Linked DNA regions of Mus musculus: all the other regions are linked to region 6. Evidence: chromatin contacts called from public HiChIP or PLAC-seq and promoter capture Hi-C data. All regions are on one chromosome and are shown on one strand. Each heading gives the region's core, a stretch centred on a gene start, on an enhancer-like site or on the middle of the called end of the contact. The rest is flanking DNA. Distances are from core to core; before and after follow the strand shown.

The links. Promoter capture Hi-C pulls out the DNA fragments that hold promoters and counts their contacts. HiChIP or PLAC-seq counts read pairs in DNA pulled down with a chosen protein or histone mark. Capture Hi-C pulls out chosen DNA fragments and counts their contacts.
Region 1: a contact with region 6 is called in a promoter capture Hi-C map of adipose tissue. The contact joins the promoter of Cfap58 here to the promoter of Stn1 in region 6. A contact is called at or near these places in 16 of 39 promoter capture datasets (the 3T3-L1 cell line, 3T3-L1-derived adipocytes, the C10 cell line and 11 more), 1 of 484 Hi-C or Micro-C datasets (embryonic stem cells), 7 of 115 datasets of contacts at active chromatin or transcription factors (T-cell acute lymphoblastic leukemia, embryonic basal ganglia, embryonic stem cells and 4 more) and 2 of 9 other capture datasets (adipose tissue and pancreatic islet).
Region 2: a contact with region 6 is called in a promoter capture Hi-C map of pre-B cells. The contact joins the promoter of Itprip here to the promoter of Stn1 in region 6. A contact is called at or near these places in 14 of 39 promoter capture datasets (the 3T3-L1 cell line, 3T3-L1-derived adipocytes, the C10 cell line and 9 more), 1 of 484 Hi-C or Micro-C datasets (neutrophils), 10 of 115 datasets of contacts at active chromatin or transcription factors (the 230-238 cell line, T-cell acute lymphoblastic leukemia, embryonic basal ganglia and 7 more) and 3 of 9 other capture datasets (adipose tissue, liver and pancreatic islet).
Region 3: an HNF4G HiChIP or PLAC-seq map of pancreatic cancer cells shows a contact between it and region 6. The contact joins the promoter of Taf5 here to the promoter of Stn1 in region 6. A contact is called at or near these places in 1 of 39 promoter capture datasets (second pharyngeal arch cranial neural crest) and 1 of 115 datasets of contacts at active chromatin or transcription factors (pancreatic cancer cells).
Region 4: a promoter capture Hi-C map of adipose tissue shows a contact between it and region 6. The contact joins the promoter of Neurl1a here to the promoter of Stn1 in region 6. A contact is called at or near these places in 4 of 39 promoter capture datasets (the C10 cell line, cranial neural crest, liver and 1 more) and 1 of 9 other capture datasets (adipose tissue).
Region 5: a contact with region 6 is called in an H3K27ac HiChIP or PLAC-seq map of microglia, with 6 times the contacts expected there. The contact joins the promoter of Calhm2 here to the promoter of Stn1 in region 6. A contact is called at or near these places in 4 of 39 promoter capture datasets (liver, pre-B cells and stem cell-derived epiblast-like cells), 1 of 115 datasets of contacts at active chromatin or transcription factors (microglia) and 1 of 9 other capture datasets (adipose tissue).

What each region holds. Positions count from the first base shown.
Region 1 is chr19:47,936,141-47,938,964 of GRCm38.p6, reverse strand. It overlaps Cfap58 (cilia and flagella associated protein 58), which reads right to left and starts at 1,253. Exons shown (of 18, transcript NM_001163267.1): 1 at 1,129-1,253. The coding sequence starts at 1,137.
Region 2 is chr19:47,917,926-47,920,646 of GRCm38.p6, reverse strand. It overlaps Itprip (inositol 1,4,5-triphosphate receptor interacting protein), which reads left to right and starts at 1,324. Exons shown (of 2, transcript NM_001362458.1): 1 at 1,324-1,523.
Region 3 is chr19:47,066,299-47,068,998 of GRCm38.p6, reverse strand. Taf5 (TATA-box binding protein associated factor 5) reads right to left here and starts at 1,251. Exons shown (of 11, transcript NM_177342.3): 1 at 673-1,251. The coding sequence starts at 1,234.
Region 4 is chr19:47,177,507-47,180,206 of GRCm38.p6, reverse strand. Neurl1a (neuralized E3 ubiquitin protein ligase 1A) reads right to left here and starts at 1,387. Exons shown (of 6, transcript NM_021360.4): 1 at 656-1,387. The coding sequence starts at 740.
Region 5 is chr19:47,136,897-47,139,670 of GRCm38.p6, reverse strand. It overlaps Calhm2 (calcium homeostasis modulator family member 2), which reads left to right and starts at 1,377. Exons shown (of 3, transcript NM_133746.5): 1 at 1,377-1,766.
Region 6 is chr19:47,535,810-47,538,509 of GRCm38.p6, reverse strand. It overlaps Stn1 (STN1, CST complex subunit), which reads left to right and starts at 1,391. Exons shown (of 10, transcript NM_175360.3): 1 at 1,391-1,696; 2 at 2,139-2,314. The coding sequence starts at 2,161.

The DNA of each region.
Region 1 (2,824 bases), core at 4-2,503, 400 kb before region 6:
AAGAGGACAGTGAGAACCAGAGAAAACACAAAGCAAAGCAAAAGAATGAGGAATAAAAATGAGAGCAAGCAGAACCAAGAAGCGAAGATGGGAAGTGAAGAGTCATGAAAGAGACCAGGTAGTGGGGAGCGGTGATGTGACCACAGTCTCCCGGGACACTGAGTGATGGCAACTGGGAGCAGGGACAGTGTGGGGGGATAAGGAACGATGGGGGTGGAGCTTACAAAGGCAGAGTTGAGGTGGAGGAGATGGAATGGTGAGGAGATGCAAAGGCAGAGAGAGGACAAGAAGCAATTGGGCGGGGCACGGTTGTGCTAGGAGATGTTGGGACCGGGGCTGGTTTCATGGGTGTGGGCCCAGTCACTCACTCAAGACTTAGTACTCAGAAGACTTCTACCTTGGTTAAATTCTCTGCTGTCACAGCTTAAAAGTCTTAGTAATTTTAAAAAGCTTTTCATTTTACTCTGGAACTCACAGATTATACAGCTGATACTGGCTGGAAATGGTATATAATAGGTAAGGTGCGGGTGCACTCTGATAGATCGGTGAAGAATTTAAGTAAGACCAAGATAAATGAGAACTCTGCATGTCAAGTGATGGCAAGGATGTAGGGCTGTCGAGGTTATAGATGAGAGGGCTAATGGACAGACAGGTTACTGAAGGATGCAGAAGTCAGCCCTCATCAGTGCAGCTGAAGATGAAGTGTCCAGTAACACAGGCGAGAGACGGGGCTGCGGGATGTTAACACGGGGTCAATGAGAGCACAGGGCAATGACAATGAGCTGGAGGGCCGTGATGAAAGTGTGACAGCTGGTGATCATGTGTTAGGGGATCAGGGCGCGACAGGTGGAGAGGTTAATGAGGAAAGTAACAATGAGACATTTTCAATAACATCTCTGCTGCGGTATCAGTAATCGCCCGCAGTTCAGACTGCCAGTCACGGTCTGCGAATTCATGAAGAGAGGAGAGGTGGGACAGAGCCACGAGAGAAAAAGCGTGAGGATGCATATAGCAGGGGTGCTTGTGAAGGAGGATCAGAATTAGTGAGTGTAACAAAGGATGAGTTCCAGTAGGAAAGAGATGACAGGAAGAGAACCAAGGAGAAAAAGAGGGGCTCTGACTCCTGACCTCCGTCATCCTGACGCTGTTTGGAGGCGGCCTCAAAGGCTGCCGAGGAGATCAGAAAACTGGGCTGGAGTCTGGAGAAGGGGCTGTGCACTGCCCCCAGTGTCTAAAAGGGCGACACGTTTTTCTGATCGCCAGCCCGGGCGCCGAAATCCGGCGCTCGGTGCGTCTTCGGTCGCCTGGCAACCGCCACGCCCCCTGCCGCTGAGGCAAAGCACAGGTTCGAAAGGGGCGGAGCCCCGTAGGTCGGTACCCGGCAGTGGTCCGCAGAGAAATATGCAAATATATCCTGAAGGGGATGGAGCCAAGGAACCGTGCCCCTGAGAGGCATAGCAGAATCCCCAGACTCAAGAAACCAGTGCACTGTGAATGCATAGAGCTGGGATGGATAATCAGTCTTGTTCGTGAAATGTGGTTTTCTTTCTCTTTATCGCTAGCCCTATTTCCCAACCCTCAAATTCAGCCACAAAGATTGTTAATAAGTGCTTGTGTGCTCAGATATGTATTTTTAAAAAAAATCAATCCCATTTTCTCGTGTGTTTTTATTAGTTTGCTAATGAACGTTAGAAATATGTTCTTTTCTCACTGGGCAGCGTTCTTTTCTAGGGCCTAATTTTATTGCACTGGTGTCCGTTGCTTCAGACTTCTGCTTGGCATTTCAAATTGAAGACCCGACACATGTCATTTCCTTCCTCAAATGTTGAATAACAAGGCTGCCTCCAATTCACCAATCACCACCATAGCCATTGTTGACTGGTGTGCATTTTACGGACCTATATATAAATTCCCCTGTAGGAGATATTGATGAGCGAGGTTGTGCATAGGGGAATCCTAGGGGACATCATATTAGAACACGCATGTGTGTTCTGCAAAAGAAATCTCACCGAAGGGCCACTGGGGCTAAGACAACCTCTCCTCTCCTTTTCCATGTCCCTATTGTAAGATGTATTCTTCCACTTCACCCACTACACATAGGCAAAAGCTCTGTTCCGTAGCAACTCGTGAACCTAAGACGCAGTGACCACGTGACTATCCGAAGCGTGTACCTTTTCCTGCCTAAAAGTGGACTCTGCTTTCCAACAGCAAAGGTGCAATCCCTTAATGGCACTGCCCTATATATGTTGTACCACAGCGAATGTCCCAGGTTCTGCACCCATCCGGCGTTTACTGAGCATCAAGCAAGGGCTAGACAAACATTAGTTCATCTAATTAGGCAATTTTCAAATTCTGTCAATGGGCTGGAAGAAGCAGAGGCACATTTTGCTTTTACTTTCGCTTCCTCCACTGAAGAAATTGAGCATTTTTCTTCCTATGAACACGAGCTGCTCTGGGCCTCCCTTCTGTGAGCTTCCCTGTTCATAACCTTTGCCAACATTTTTATCCCTGTAAATATTTATTGAAATTTCAAAGAATAAAAATAATAAAATGACATAGGAAAATTTTACTTTTCTTTATTTGGACGTTTCAATAACATTCCTTTGGGGAATGCTTAAGTAGGTCTTTTTAATTTTTATAGTAATACATACATATTTTTATAGTAATATTTAGAAATCTATGCCAATCAAGAGGGTAAAAACTCCTTTTCATGTCACCTTTTTGACTTGTAAAACTTCTCCATTTGCAGCTGCTTAAAAGGGTCTGCTACTTTGGCTCTGTGGCTGGTGAGATAGTTCAGTGTGTAAAGGCACTTGCTGCCAAA
Region 2 (2,721 bases), core at 75-2,574, 380 kb before region 6:
TAGGATTATAGACCAAACTAGTCCCGAGAGTGGACAAGAGAACATTAAAAGCTCTGGGGTAAGATAATCAGGTTCAAACGACAAAGGAATGTAACAAATGATCCTTATATTAATAAGAGTATGCAGCTTGTTAGAAAACGCTGAAGTAGATTTTGCTGGCGGACGACAACCCCAGAGTGCATTGAAAGCACTAACCTTGACATTCCACACATAACACAAGCAACACACACACACTTCCCCCACCTGTTCTGGGTGTCCTGTCCATTGAACATGGAGACATTTTAGAAATACACAGCTCTTTTGAGAATGTTCCCCAAGGTTCCTTACCCTTCCCTGGCCCCCAAACTCTGCGATAAGAATCCCCCACCACCCCCAATCAGGAAAGGGGTGTGAGCAGCAGGCAGCCAAAGACTTAGAAGTACCCTGGGCCAAGGGCCAGGGTCTATTTTTAGGACATTCTCTCATTGTCTGTTTATCCCGCAAACTCAGCCTAAAGCGTTCAGGAGAGTGTCATTTGGGCTGGATGGAGGAGGAAAGCGAGGTGCTCCCAAGATGCTCCCGAGGTGCTCCCGAGACCAATGCCAGTAGTAAAGTGATCATCTCTAGACAGTGTTATTTCCTCAGCTTCTCCTAGGAGCTCCCGAAACGAACTGAAAATTTATTCCAGCCCTTTCCAGCCCCTCCCACCAGTTGTAGGAATGTGCTACTTCACAAAGGGAAGATTGTTGATATACTATTAAAGTTTTGTTTAAAGTATGAGTTCTACTGTGCTCTGTTCCAGCGCTTCCTGCTCTAAAAGCAATACTACATTGACAACTGGAAAACAGAGCGCCCCCTAACAGCCTCCGGTCATCTTCCTCCTTTGTGCCTTTCTCCCGCCAAGAGACAATGCGTACATTAACCAAAAAATTTAGCAAACTGTTTTAATCCAGTCACAATGCAAGAGGGACAGTGGTTCGCCTTGTGTCTCGTTTTATATTTTCCTCGAGGGACAAAATAGGTGGCCCCAGGAATTCCACCGGTTGTAAAACGCGCCACAGAAATGCGAGCTGACTAACAGCACCTTAACCCTTTACATCCTGCAGCCTAGACCTGATTTTAAGGACGTCCTTCCCGGGTCCCTTGTCTCCCTCTTTATTCCTCTCCGGCAGCCAGATCCTTCTCGTCAGGTGGCTCTCTAATTTCGCTGCCCTCTCTGGAGCATCCGAGAGACCCAGAGGATGGTCTCCGAGGCGGGTCCAGAGTCCCTTACCGGCAACCGTCACGGTCGTCCTTAAGGACCTCCGCCCGGCGCCAGTAAAGGCGGGTGTTTTGTTCTTATAAGGAGCAAAAAGTTTCCGTGACAACGCGGAAATGAGTAACTCTGTTGCCCAGTAAAGCTGGGCGGGAGGAGTCCAGGAGGCGGGAGCCGCCTTGGTCTAGTCGCCCGCATCCCTGGATCCCCGGCAGCCTGCAGACCCGGGACCACGACCCGCGCTTGGAGCGAGGCCCACTCGGTATCCCTGCGGCGGCCGCGGCCGAACGTAAGTGCGGGGTTCGACTATGAGGCTTTGCTGCCCCCACAAGCTGAGTGTGTGGGATGAAGGGCGCTCAGGGGACGGAGGATCCCCGTAGATGTGCGTGGGAGATCGTGACCAGGAGCTCTGAGGGACGTCTGCGGGAACCCTGGCCGGGACCGACCCCGGGAACTCTTTTAATGCACGCCCAGGAAGTGGGCATTATCTCCCTCATCACTCTCCGGGTGTGATGCACTGGGGTCTCTCTGCCCTCGTCTGCGCCACGGAGCCCCCAGTGCCTTCAGCAATCTGAGAGGCAGGCGGCTTCTGCTTCGGAGCCCCTAGCCGTGCCACGGGTTTGTGCCTAGAGCCGGGACCTTCCATCTCTTAAACCGTGTTGGGTAGCCGAGTCTCAGTCCTGGGAGAAAGGAACGGGAATGACGTTAGTTTCTTCATAGCTTGTCTTGACGCAAGGAGGTTGCTTCAGGCCGGATGAAGCCCCTGCCACTTCCTCTTTCAAGACTCCTAGTGAAGTAGACCCTGCACGTTTTTCTCTTGGGCTGTGTAGTCTATGCCCCATTCTCAAGGCCCACTCTGAGCCTCCCTCATTCTGGCTGACAGGTGAAGAGACTCAGAAGTTCCTAACCCCGATTCCCCGTACAAAATGGGAAAATAGTGACAGAACCAGGGAAGAACTACATTTAGCCTTTTGCCCCTCTACCTAGTATGAGACTGGTCATTCTTGCCAAAACAGAAGAGGCCAGATACTGGTACCATGTAAGCCAATGTCGGGTGGTTTTCTGTTGCCTTTCGGATTTCTTCTCTTTTACAAACTAGCTCTGTTTTGGGAGAGGCTACCAGCTGAACCCAACACAGCTTTGTGTGGCCACTCGTCCAGGTCAGCGGTGAGAAGGGTGACAGAGGCCGCTGTCATTCGCCTCCTGCCTGCCTGCCAGCCTGGTATGCCTAAGTGGCCTTCGTTATTTGCTGATTCCGTGTGAATGTCTGCTGCCCCAGGCATTCTGCCTTCAGATTTTTCCACTTGTGGGTAACCACGTGGTGGTTATATTCACTTTCTGCCTGGATCCCTGAGGAAGATGGGGAGCCCTCTGCTCACACATCTCCCTTTCTGTGGGTAACTTTCTTAGACGCAGCAGTTTAAGGTTCTGAAAGGGGGCAGAGACCTGAACTTTTAACCTGATGCCATCATCCCAAAAATTGTTAG
Region 3 (2,700 bases), core at 2-2,501, 470 kb after region 6:
ACAAAAAGGTCTGCCCCACTCCTGCCCGTAGACTTAAGAGTTTTCAAAAGCTCTGCAAGGCAGATTCCCAGACTCTGCCCTTACAGAGTTTAATAAGCCTTAAGTGATGCTCAGAAATCCTCTAAAACACTTAACACCAGCGGTTCTCAGCCCACATTCTAAGAAACACTTACAACCTCCACTCTGGAGGTGTTATCCAAAGCAAGCCCTTCCGGCTTTGCTCAAAAAGTCCGTTGTCTCGTCTCAAAAGGAGAGATGAGAACTATACAGTTGTGAAAAATCAAGACACGGAAAGTACCTGCTGTACAATAGTAGTATGGGAATGTGACAGTACGATACTCGTGTTCACGCGAACCCAATCCTAGGTTCCTAAGTCTAAGTAAGAGCAGAAACCCCGAAACCCCTAAGGTTCCCCTCTTCTGTCAATCCCCGGTCCCTGGCGCCTCCCTCGACTCCACAGCCCTGCTGCTCAGCCTCTGGCTGGAACTGACAGCTCAGAAGAGGGTTTGACTGCGCAGCCGGCGCAGGAGCGAAAGGGGCGGGCGTGTGGCCCTAGAGGCGGGCCCAGGAAATTCAAAACAAGCCCGCAGAGGTGCAGGCCCGCCAGCCCTCGCCTTCCCGGCTAGCTCCCCTTCCAGCCGGCGCTCCTCAGCCCGGGAGCCCGAGACTCACCCTTTCCCGGAGCCGCAGGACCTGAGGCTGAACCCGAGAACACCGAGGTCACCGAGGCGCCCGTCCCCGGAGGCTCGGGGGCCGCAGAGCCGGGAACTGAAGCGGTGACCCGGCTGAGAAGCGCGCTGGCCGCCTCCGCGCCGGCCCCGTCCAACTCTCCCGGAGCTCCGGAGCCCGCCACCGCCTCCTCCAGCAGCCGGGCCTCCCGGCGCAGCGCCTCTTCGGCCTCGCGGAGGTTGCTCTGCCGGAGGAATTGCAGCACGGCCAGGAGGGTCTGTCGGTCGTGGGGAGCGCCGGCCTCCGCCGGAGCGGCGGGCACCGGGGCCGCCCCCGCCGGGGCAGCGGCGGAGACAGCCACCCCAGGCTTGGGGGTCCCGCCGTCCCCGCCGGCCGCCGCTGCCACTGCCACATTCCCGCCGCCGCCGCCGTTGGGGCCGTTGTTGGGAGTGCCGCCGCTCCCCTCGCCTGCGCCGTCGCCAGCCTGCGGAGGTAGCAGCGTCGGCGGTCCCTCAGGCTCTAGCTTGACCGCCACCTCCGTCTGCTCCTCCGCCAGCGCCGCCATCTTGCGGCTGAGCCACCTCGCGCCGTCAAGCGTGACTGCGTTTTCGCCACATGGAGGGCGGGGGTAGGGCGTTTCACGACAGCCGGGGCAGGCCATTTACGGCAGTGGGAGGAGCTAGCGAGGAGAAAAGGCACGAGAAAGAGCTACTTTCAAAACCGAGCGAAAGGCAGGCAGGAAGTGGGAGTTGCTTACCGTCAGTCTCTATTGCATTTGCCTGCTAATTACCGTTTATTGCATTCAGGCGATGAGATAGCCGTTTTATATTATACGAGCTCTTTTAATTCAACAAGTTTAAAGGTGCTAATCCCTGGAGTCTTTACAGACGGCTTAACCAGAATCCAAAGAGGTTAAATACCATGCTAAAATCACACGCGAAGAAAACGATTCACGCCCAGGTATTTAATTCAAAAGCACATAGCATTTATCAGAAAGAGGCCTCCTAGTTACTGGAAAGGCTCTCTGATGCTGTGGGCTGAGCAGTGGTTACTTTTTCAGTTTTTCTTTCTTTCTTTTTTTTTTTTTTTTTTTGGTTTGGTTTGTTTTTTCGAGACAGGGTTTCTCTATAGAGCCCTGGCTGTTCTGGAACTCACTTTGTAGACCAGGCTGGCCTCGAACTCAGAAATCCGCTGAGTGCTGCGATTAAAGGCGTGCGCCACCACGCCCGGCTCTTTTTCACTTTTTATTCCTGTAAAAATCTAGCTTTGTGAACTTTACAGTATATGTTATATCGTTTATTTTTTTTAAAAAAGCCTTTAAGCTGGATGTAGTTTCTAAAAATAAATTTAAGCCGAAGATAGAGGTCACAGGATCGCCTCAGCAAGTTCTAGATCAGTCAGGGCTACACTGTCTCCGGAGACCTTGTCTCCAACAAGAACAAGAACAACAAAACCAAAACCAACAACAAAATCAACTATAAAGTTAAAGAGAAAAAAAAGTTAATTTCTTCTCATTCCTTGTTACCAAATAAACCATTTCTGTCCTAAGGAAAAAATTTTTTTTCCTTTTTAAAGAAAAGATTAAGGCAGGGTCTTATGCACGCAGGCTGGCCTTGAACCTGCTGTGAAGTTAAGGGGGACCTTGAATTTCTGGTCCTCCTGCCTTCACCTTCCAAGTGTAGGGGTCCAGCTAAAAAGTTTTTATATAGACGTTTTTATGACTAAAATGTTTCTACTGTGTATTAATTACCCATTGTTACTATTTTGTTGTTGTTTGGGGCAGTACTAGGAAGTGAACCTCACCCTGCCTCTTGAATCCTAGGCAGTGTTCTGCTGCTGGGCTACAACAGCAGCCCTTACTTGGAAGGAGATGGGAAGAAGGTGTCTGACTTGGGGAAGTATGGCCACCTTTGTCCTCTCTACGCGGGTCTCTGAGAGTCCAGCGTCCACGTTGTGCTTTAGCTGAGGCTAATGACTTCAAGTACAGTGTTTCCTGTTTCACCAGAAGAAATAAAGTCACTGGGTGCCTAG
Region 4 (2,700 bases), core at 138-2,637, 360 kb after region 6:
AGCAAACCCTCCCGATAACGTTCCATCTGTTTGGAAGCTCCCTTCCCCTCTTTCTAGGGTTCAGACCAGATACTTTGTCTTTGGATGCACAAAACAAACAAACAAACAAATAAACAAACAAAACCAAACAACCTGACTCAGACGGTGCAAAAGATCACCCACTTGCAAAGACCCCGGGAGCACGCGTCTGCCCTTCTAGTCCTGAATCTCTAAGACCCTCTGCTTGGAAATGCAACTAGTGCTTCCAGCGGGATCTCCCCCAGCCCTAGGCAAATGCAAAAAAGACCACAATGACTCTCTTGGGAGGCTCATCTGGAAAAACCTAGGTTTCCCTCCACACTGCCCTATCCAGCCGGCAAATGTTTTTCCCACCTCTTCTCACCGCTTAGCATCACTGGAGGGGACTCCAGTGACGTTGCCAGGGCAGATAAGGAGAATTGCGCAGACCCCCACCGACCGCCATCCTCCCTCATCTCCACCATCAGCACCGGTCAGCTGCCACCACAGCCCACCTCCACTGTCAGAAGCGCCTCTCCCGCCCTCCAAATGCACACAACAGGTGGCACCTGCCGGTCGTCCCCAACCGCACCCCTGCCCACCACTCCACCTGCGCCGCAACCCTCCCTGCAATTGCTCCCCGGTCAGCGAAGCCTACCTTTGAGGTTCTGGGGGTGGCCCCGCGACGCGCGGCTCGGGTTTCCTCGCTGCAGAGAGGAGACACTGGAGAAGTTGTTACCCATGGCATCGGCCCCCCGGGGGTGCTCCGGCGGGAGCCAGGCAAGGCTGGGCAGGAGCGGAGGAAAGGTGTGCAAGTGTGTGCGCGCGCGGGTGCGCGCTGCCAGGGGAGGGCCCTGGCGGGGCTGCGACCGGGGGCGGGCGGTTTGCTGTCTCCGGCTCTCCCTGGGCTTGGCGGTCTTCGCTCGGCGGGTCCTGCCCGCCGTGGGGGTCCTCGCGCCACCCGGCTACCGGGCTCCCATGCCCCGCGCCCGGGGCGGCCCGGCCCCTGGGCCCCGGCCCGCGGCGCGAGCCGCTGCGCTCTGCCTGGTGCTGGAGCTCGGATTCCGGCTGCGGGTGGGCGGCGCAGCGGCGGCGCGCTCCCCGCGGGCCATAGAGTCGGGGCTCGGCGCGCGGCTGCTCGGAGGCTCGTCGGCGGGCTCGGTCCCCGCCCGCGGGGACGGCCGCGGCGACGTGCGTGGCGCCCTCCCGCCCGCGGGTGAGCTTGCAGCGCCCGGCTCGTGTGGACCGCCCCCGCTCCCGCCAGGTCCCTCCCGAGGCCGCCGCCCCCAACCCCCGCCCTAGCGTCGCCAGGACTCCGGGGCTCCGGTTGTTATGGCGACAGCTGCGCAGGTTAATGAGCGTCTTAGTGACACGCGCGCGCCCGCTCTGCCAGATGTGGGTCTCGGGGCGCGCCGCGTTCCCGCTGGCTATAAGTTCTCGAAGGCGCGCGGGACCCAGGGTTGGGGGCGGCACTGCTCCGGACCTGACGTCAGGAATAGATGGGAGCTTCGGAGGTTGAGCGTCTCCCTGTCCTGGGACATAGAACCTGAAAACAAGAGGAAGAGGACCGCCACAACGCTGGGAGCCCCGGAGCCAGGGCGTGGCGAGGTAGCCCTAATGGAGGCTCCCTAGCACGGGATTCAGGGCCTGGCACGTGTTAAAACGCTCAGGAGTGAGTGGATAATGAATTAAGACAATTGAGATCAGGAATACAGTCACCTCCCCTTCGCTGTAGTTGGAACTTCCAATCAGAACCCCAGTCAGACCATTTCCTGACTGTTCAAACATCCTTTGCATGTTCAAGAACGGAGAACCACAAGACCAGAAGCAAGCCGATGGGACCCAGCTCAGGTACAAACCATGAGAGAGATATCGGTTCCAAGTTGAATTATTCTGTCAGCTGGAAAACTAAGAGATTGGGGAAGGGATAGAGGGGGTGCTATAGCCTATAGTAGACCAAGGTGGCTTCCTCGAGGAAGGGGGCAGTCTGTAAATGTCCTGTTCACGTGACTCTTCCATCTGTGTAGCTCAGCACTGCTACCTGCAGGAGGGACCAGGAAGTCATCTTGGATCTGGGGCGGTTATTTCTCCCAGTGTATCATGGGGGAGAAGACAGTCCGTCTGTCCATCTCACACCTTCATCAGCCTTGCTGCTTCTCGGGGCCATCGCTCACTCTAACCGGACTTTCCCAACTCGGATCCAGAGTGAGCCCTGGGTCATGAGTGGGACACAGACATCTCCTCCATCCTTTTCTGGAAGTTTCTCCATAGGACCCATCCTCAATGTGTAGGCACAGCTCTTTCCTGACCACCCCAGCTAAGCATCTCTGCCTCTCTCTATCATTCTCCATAGGGTCATCCCATTCTCTTCGTGGCTTTTATATGACTTTGCCTAAAAGTAGCCTTTTCTGCTTGGTTAGATTCGGCTTCTCTTGATAGAGAATAAGCTTGCTGAGGGGAGAGTCGGCCAGCCACTTTCCTCACAGTGTTCTAGCTCCCAGGGCAGGGACATGCGGATTCTCAGAAGTATTTGTACAGTGAATGGATCCCCATGCCTGCCAGCAGTAAAATCCTACTGTGATCTTTAGACATCATCTCTGATCCCCTTTAGCCCCCTGTCCTGCCTTTTACTCTCCTCTGATTGCACATGTTATATCCTTAAGTTTCAGAGACTCCAGGCAAGCTAGAAATACCTGTGAAAGG
Region 5 (2,774 bases), core at 128-2,627, 400 kb after region 6:
TCTTTCTGGCTGTATTTTTAGAGATCAGGGAAAACAAGCTTGGGGAACAGCCAGGGGCTTTACCTTCCAGGGAGAAACATTCTAAGTCGGGGTCTCACACACCATGCGTAAAAGCGTGTGGCACGCAGCAGACACTTGGAGCTGTGTGGTTAAGGTGCTCATTCCTTTCGGAACTCATGACTGCTTGCTCTCCTCTCCCCTGAACCCGACCAAGGGATGGGACAGGACAGGAATACTTAGCTGCTGTCTTGTCCAAGAAAAGAAAGTAGAAGTGCAGACAGTTTCTTGTTTCCTGGCCCCATCTTCCAGCCCCTTGGCCTGCCTATCTCAGAGCCCACCTCCACTCTCAGCTGGGACCCAGGTGCCACAGGGAACAGGAAGTTGAACTTAACCCCAGATCCGAATAAAGGGACCAAATGAATACAGACCAAGTGTGTGTGTGTGTGTGTGTGTGTGTGTGTGTGTGTGTGTGTGTGCACGCGTGCACTTGCAGGGTGGGGTGGGGCACCCACAGGGGATAAGGTGCCAGAAAGTGCTCAGAGGAACAGACGTGAGGGAAGCTTTGGTGAGACCTAACTCCAGAGTGGTGGGAGCTCAGGCAAGTCCCCCACCCTGTAAAGTGCTTCTTGGAAAGGCACGGGTACCGATTGCTCTCCATTTATCCCTGCTACACAGACAAGCCAGACTCAGGAGGGTGTGGCTTGTCCCTGCTCAGTGTGAATCCCACTGTCCCAGCCCTGGAGAGCTGATGGCCGTGAAGGCTATCTCTCCCAATCTTAGGAGCCACTGAGGCCATCTTGACACTCTCCCTGTCAGTGGACTTGACTCATGACTTGTGAGCTCCCAGAGACGACTCTAGGGGCAGGCGGTGCAGTTTAAGAGATCCTGTCTCCCTTTAATTTCTACCTAAGACCAGCCTCTGCCTTAGGAGTTCTAGATACCCAGATGGGGACAGTACCTAGGAGTTAGATGGACTATGATGGGAAGGTCCTCTTCTGGGGATGGCAGGTACAGGCAAAGGCAGGATGCGCAGAGAGAGGAGGGGAGGAGGGGACCAGGGTCTTGACCAGGAGTTTGCAATCTGGAGCATCACCATCAATCCTGAACACCCACCTCTCCCCTGACTCTGCAGGGAACTCCTCCCGCAGCTTCTGCCAGGTGGGTGTCAAGTACGGGGGATGTTCTTCTAACTGGCCTGGAGGGCAAGCCTAGGCAAGATCTCCTTGAGGGCCCTGCCTGGCAACTGCCTAGACCTTCCCAGATGGCCCCCGAGGGGTGCTCAGGGTAGAGTCAAGGCAGGGCCAGTAGGGCCAGCCACAGCGGGCCCAGAGGCGGGCTGGGACAGGACGCAGCATCGGAGACCGCTTCTCCACTTCCTCTGTTTCTGCCTCGCGCCGCCCTCAGCAGCCCTCCCTCTTCTGCCTGGCGCCAGGAGGCTGTTTTTCCATTCTCTGGCTAGAAAGTTCCACGCCACTGTTTCTTTCTCTCTCTTTTCTGGAGTTAAATTTGTCTGCAGATGCCTGCACTTCATCTGTAGACGCCTCCAGTTAAGTTTGTTTGTAACTGGGCCCAAAGCTCCGTTGCGTTGCGTTCAAACGCTGGGCCCGGATCCTACGCGGACCTGGGTGCAAAAGCAAAGCCGGCAGTGAACCCCGTGAGGCCACTTTGCCTCGCGGTCAGGAGCACCTTCCCAGTGTCTGCGGGAGCCCACACTGCTGTCAATCCATCAGGAATCCAAGGCCACGGGGGCCTGCAACCAGCCCTAGGTAAGGAGGGGCCCTTTCCTGGAGTGTGCAGCTGTTAAAGGAGCCGGCAGCCTCTAGAGACTATCTGGAGGGAACTCCGGGAAGAACACGGAAATGATGCTTCCCCCACCCCCAGCTGTCTGTCTCCTGTCCTTGGGAAGAGCCCCCCCCCCCCCCATGATAATCTCAGAGGATGGCCGGGTCCCAGCTCTGCTCCATCCCTATGCTATCTGTCAGGCACTGTGTTCCCCATGTGAGGGTGGGTTTAGGATCCCAAGACCACCCCAAGGAGCAAATGGGTGCCTAGCAGCCAAGAAGGGAGGGAGGGAGAAGATGGAGTTGCCTGTTAGCCTGTTTATGGCCAGCAACAGGACAAAGTTCTTTCCTTGTGGGATTATTTAGAAGCTCTGGGCTCTGAACCGGGGAGTCAGACAGTCCTCCCTCCTCCCAGAGCCCACATGGCTCTGCCTGTGCCAGATGGCATCCTCGGCAGAGGCGGCAACAGGAAAAGAGAAGTGAATATAACCCAGAAAGACTTAGCACAGGCTTCCCCTATCTCTCTCCACAGCCTGACCTCTCTCCACTCACAGGCTTCATCTGGCTTGGAGAGCTGTTTCTTTTGGTGTCCCCCCCACCGCACCCCACCCCACCCAGTGCCTGTTCTCCTGATGGGGGTGGACATGGGGCCACACCCTGACTGTCTCTCTGGCTGTATGGGTGGAGTCTGGGAAGGGAATTGGGGCTAAACTTCCAAAGAGCCTGAGGCCATGGCCTCTTCTGGCACAGAGCCATCTCTGCTGAGGTCATGAAGCAGAAGAGGGCAGATAAGTACAGCGAGCCTGAAACCCCGCTGAAGCTACCTGTGGCTCCTTGGGGCAGAGATTCTGCAGGCTGCTGCATGGAGAAAGCAATAAGGAGAGCAAGGTCTGGAGGCCATGAACAGAGGGAGCTAGTTTAGCTCTGACACATTGTGTCCACTTTCTAAGTATTCTCAAGTCATGGTCAAAATCTCAGCTGGCTCCTCTGGAT
Region 6 (2,700 bases), core at 142-2,641:
TGGCACCAAGTTGCCAAAAGAAAGGGCTCCTAGCATTGACTTTTAAAATATCGATCGGCCTTGAATGTTGTAGGGTGTTGTGCTGGTCCTGCGGGGTTGAAGATTTCAGGATCGTCCAGGAAGGCTTGGAGTCTGGGAGTTCTACAGGAGGGAGGCTGAGATCTTTACAAAGCTCCATGCAAACCCCTCAATCTGGAATTCTACAGCTCACCCTCAGCTTCGTTACCATCTACTCCTCAGGTCTGGGGCTCAGATCAAGAGGCACACTCCCCTCTAAAGAGTCCTCCATCACTGTAAAAGATGACATCAGGGGAGTCTGCTTCTATTTATACCACAAGGCGTGGCCCTCCCCCAGGTTGGCAGTAAACCCAGAGTCCAGCGCTCTAGCCCTGAGAGCTCTGAGCGTCATTTCTGAAAATACCTCAACTTCTGAGGACAGCGGAGACTGGTCCCTGGACTCCACCCTGGCGCAGAGGTGTGCAGTCCTGAGAATGTCACCCAACCTGTCTTTCTCTACCTGACAGGTGAATTGGAAGCATCCATCCTACTATGTTTCCTTGGGAGAGAACCTCTTCTAGTAGAGAGGGATTGGGTTTACACAGATCTTAAACTCCACGGGCCCAGCCATTCTGTGCCACAGAGTCTGGGAGACACTGTCCGCTCCTTCTGTGGCCAGGGCAGTAACTGAAAGCCATGGTTCTAATGACACCCAGTTTCCATCCCAGCCCTTCTCTGATAGTTTAGCAATGATCTCTTTGGCCTCCTGCCTCTTTTGCCGCTGGAGTGAGTGACCTGCCCTCTCCTAGGCGTGTGAGTCCCTGTGAGTAGGGAAAAACGTCTTTATTTATATGGGTGGAGACAGTGGAGACAGGGCTCCAAGGAGGTGGCCATGGTTTATACAAGAATTGTCAGTCTCTCAAGAGTTAAAGGCACAACATCCTGGAGGAAACCTCATAGGGGTGGTTTCCGTTAGAGACAAGACCTCTCATTCTCTCGGGGCCTCAGGTTTAGAGCAGAACATCTGCAAGCGAGACTGTAGCATCCCTACGATGTCAGGGGATCATTACCAGCTGTGAAGAAACAGTAAAATACCCCATTGCCTAATTTCGTTGTTTGTTGCTTTAATCAGTCAAGACAACCCCCTGCCCTACTTTTAAAAAAGAAAATTTAAGTTTGATCCCGTCCCAATTTCCTGGAACCGTCTGAGGGAATCGGAGTGACAAATGTGACATGGAAGGCGGGATTTGAGCAGCAGGAATTCCCGGGCTGGCTCGGGAATCTCCGAGATTAGGAGAGCCCCCAAGAGCCTGCGCAGGGTGTATGTAGACCGGGAAGGCGGCGTGGGCGGAACCGATACGTGGGGTGGGCGTGGCCTTGAGGAGGACGTCGGGGGCGTGGCCTCAGCGGGAGTGGCTGGCGGTAGCTAGGCGCGGGTGGCGGGAAGGAAATACGCCGGCGGGAGTGTGCTCGCTTCCTTCTCGCAACCGGAACTGGTTCGGCAATCTTGGCTGGCTGCTCCTGCTTCGGGAGAAGTTGTAAACTGCTCTGATTTCTGCCTCTTTTTCCTTTCCTCCGCTCTTCCCAGAGGTGAAAGGTCGAAGCTTGGATAGACACACCTTCAGGGCCCCCAAAGTCCACGGCCACAGGGACTCTCTCCATTACTCTCCGGATTCACTCGTTAAAACTCCTTTTTGGGGTACGCCTGTGTGTATGGTTATCCTCAAAGTGGAGAATTAGTATTTAGGGGATGTAGCTCAGTTGTTGGAGAGCACTTGCCTAGCCTGCACGAAACCTTGCATGAAGCCCTGCGTTCCATCCCCAGCACTGTATAAACCAGGTCTGATGGGACATGCCAGTAATCCCAGTACTGGAGGATCACTAGTTCAAAGCCATCCTCCACTACATAGCTAGATTAAGATCAGCCGGGGCTATCTGAGACCTCGTCTGAAAAGAAAATTTGGTGTTTAACTGATTCTCAGTTGGTATTTCGTCCGAAGGAGCCTCATACAAGGACTTTGCCATCTGCTAGGCATGAAGTTTGACAGGGTCCTGAACCCCTGTGTTACCCTCCTAAGACTTCTGGATGACCGTTACCCACACTAAACACCCTAAAACCTTATTTTTGTTTTCTTTTGTAGAGTCTTGGCTCTGGGTTAGCAGATGCCACAGCCCTGCCTCTTGATGGAGTGTGAATCCAGTCCAAGGGAAGAGGAGATCCCGCCCCTCTTTTGGGGTCTGGATCCTGTGTTTCTAGCCTTTGCAAAACTCTACATCAAGGATATCCTGGAGATGAAGGAGTCCCAACAAGTGCCAGGTATGTGGCCTGTCAGCTTAACGGACGCCCTGTGCTGCACCCTGACCCTCAAAGATACAGAAAGCCGGAGGCTTAGGGCATCTAAAGAGCCCTGTCTGAAAGTTATCTAGCCTCAACCTTGGAAAGAGTTTATTACTGTGATTTTTGTGCAAATTAAAGACAACCTAAGAATTTGAAGTTGATCAAACTTTGAGCTTTGCATTGAGCTCTTTCTCCCAACCTGTACATAACCAGATTCCAACGCTCGGATGATGGAAATAGAGACGATGAAGGGTTCAAAGCCAGCCTGGGCTACATAAGAGCTTTTCTCAATAAAATACATAACTAAAACCACATGTGCTTAAGGTATTCCATACTTTAAAATACCTAGGCTCCTTTTGGGAGCC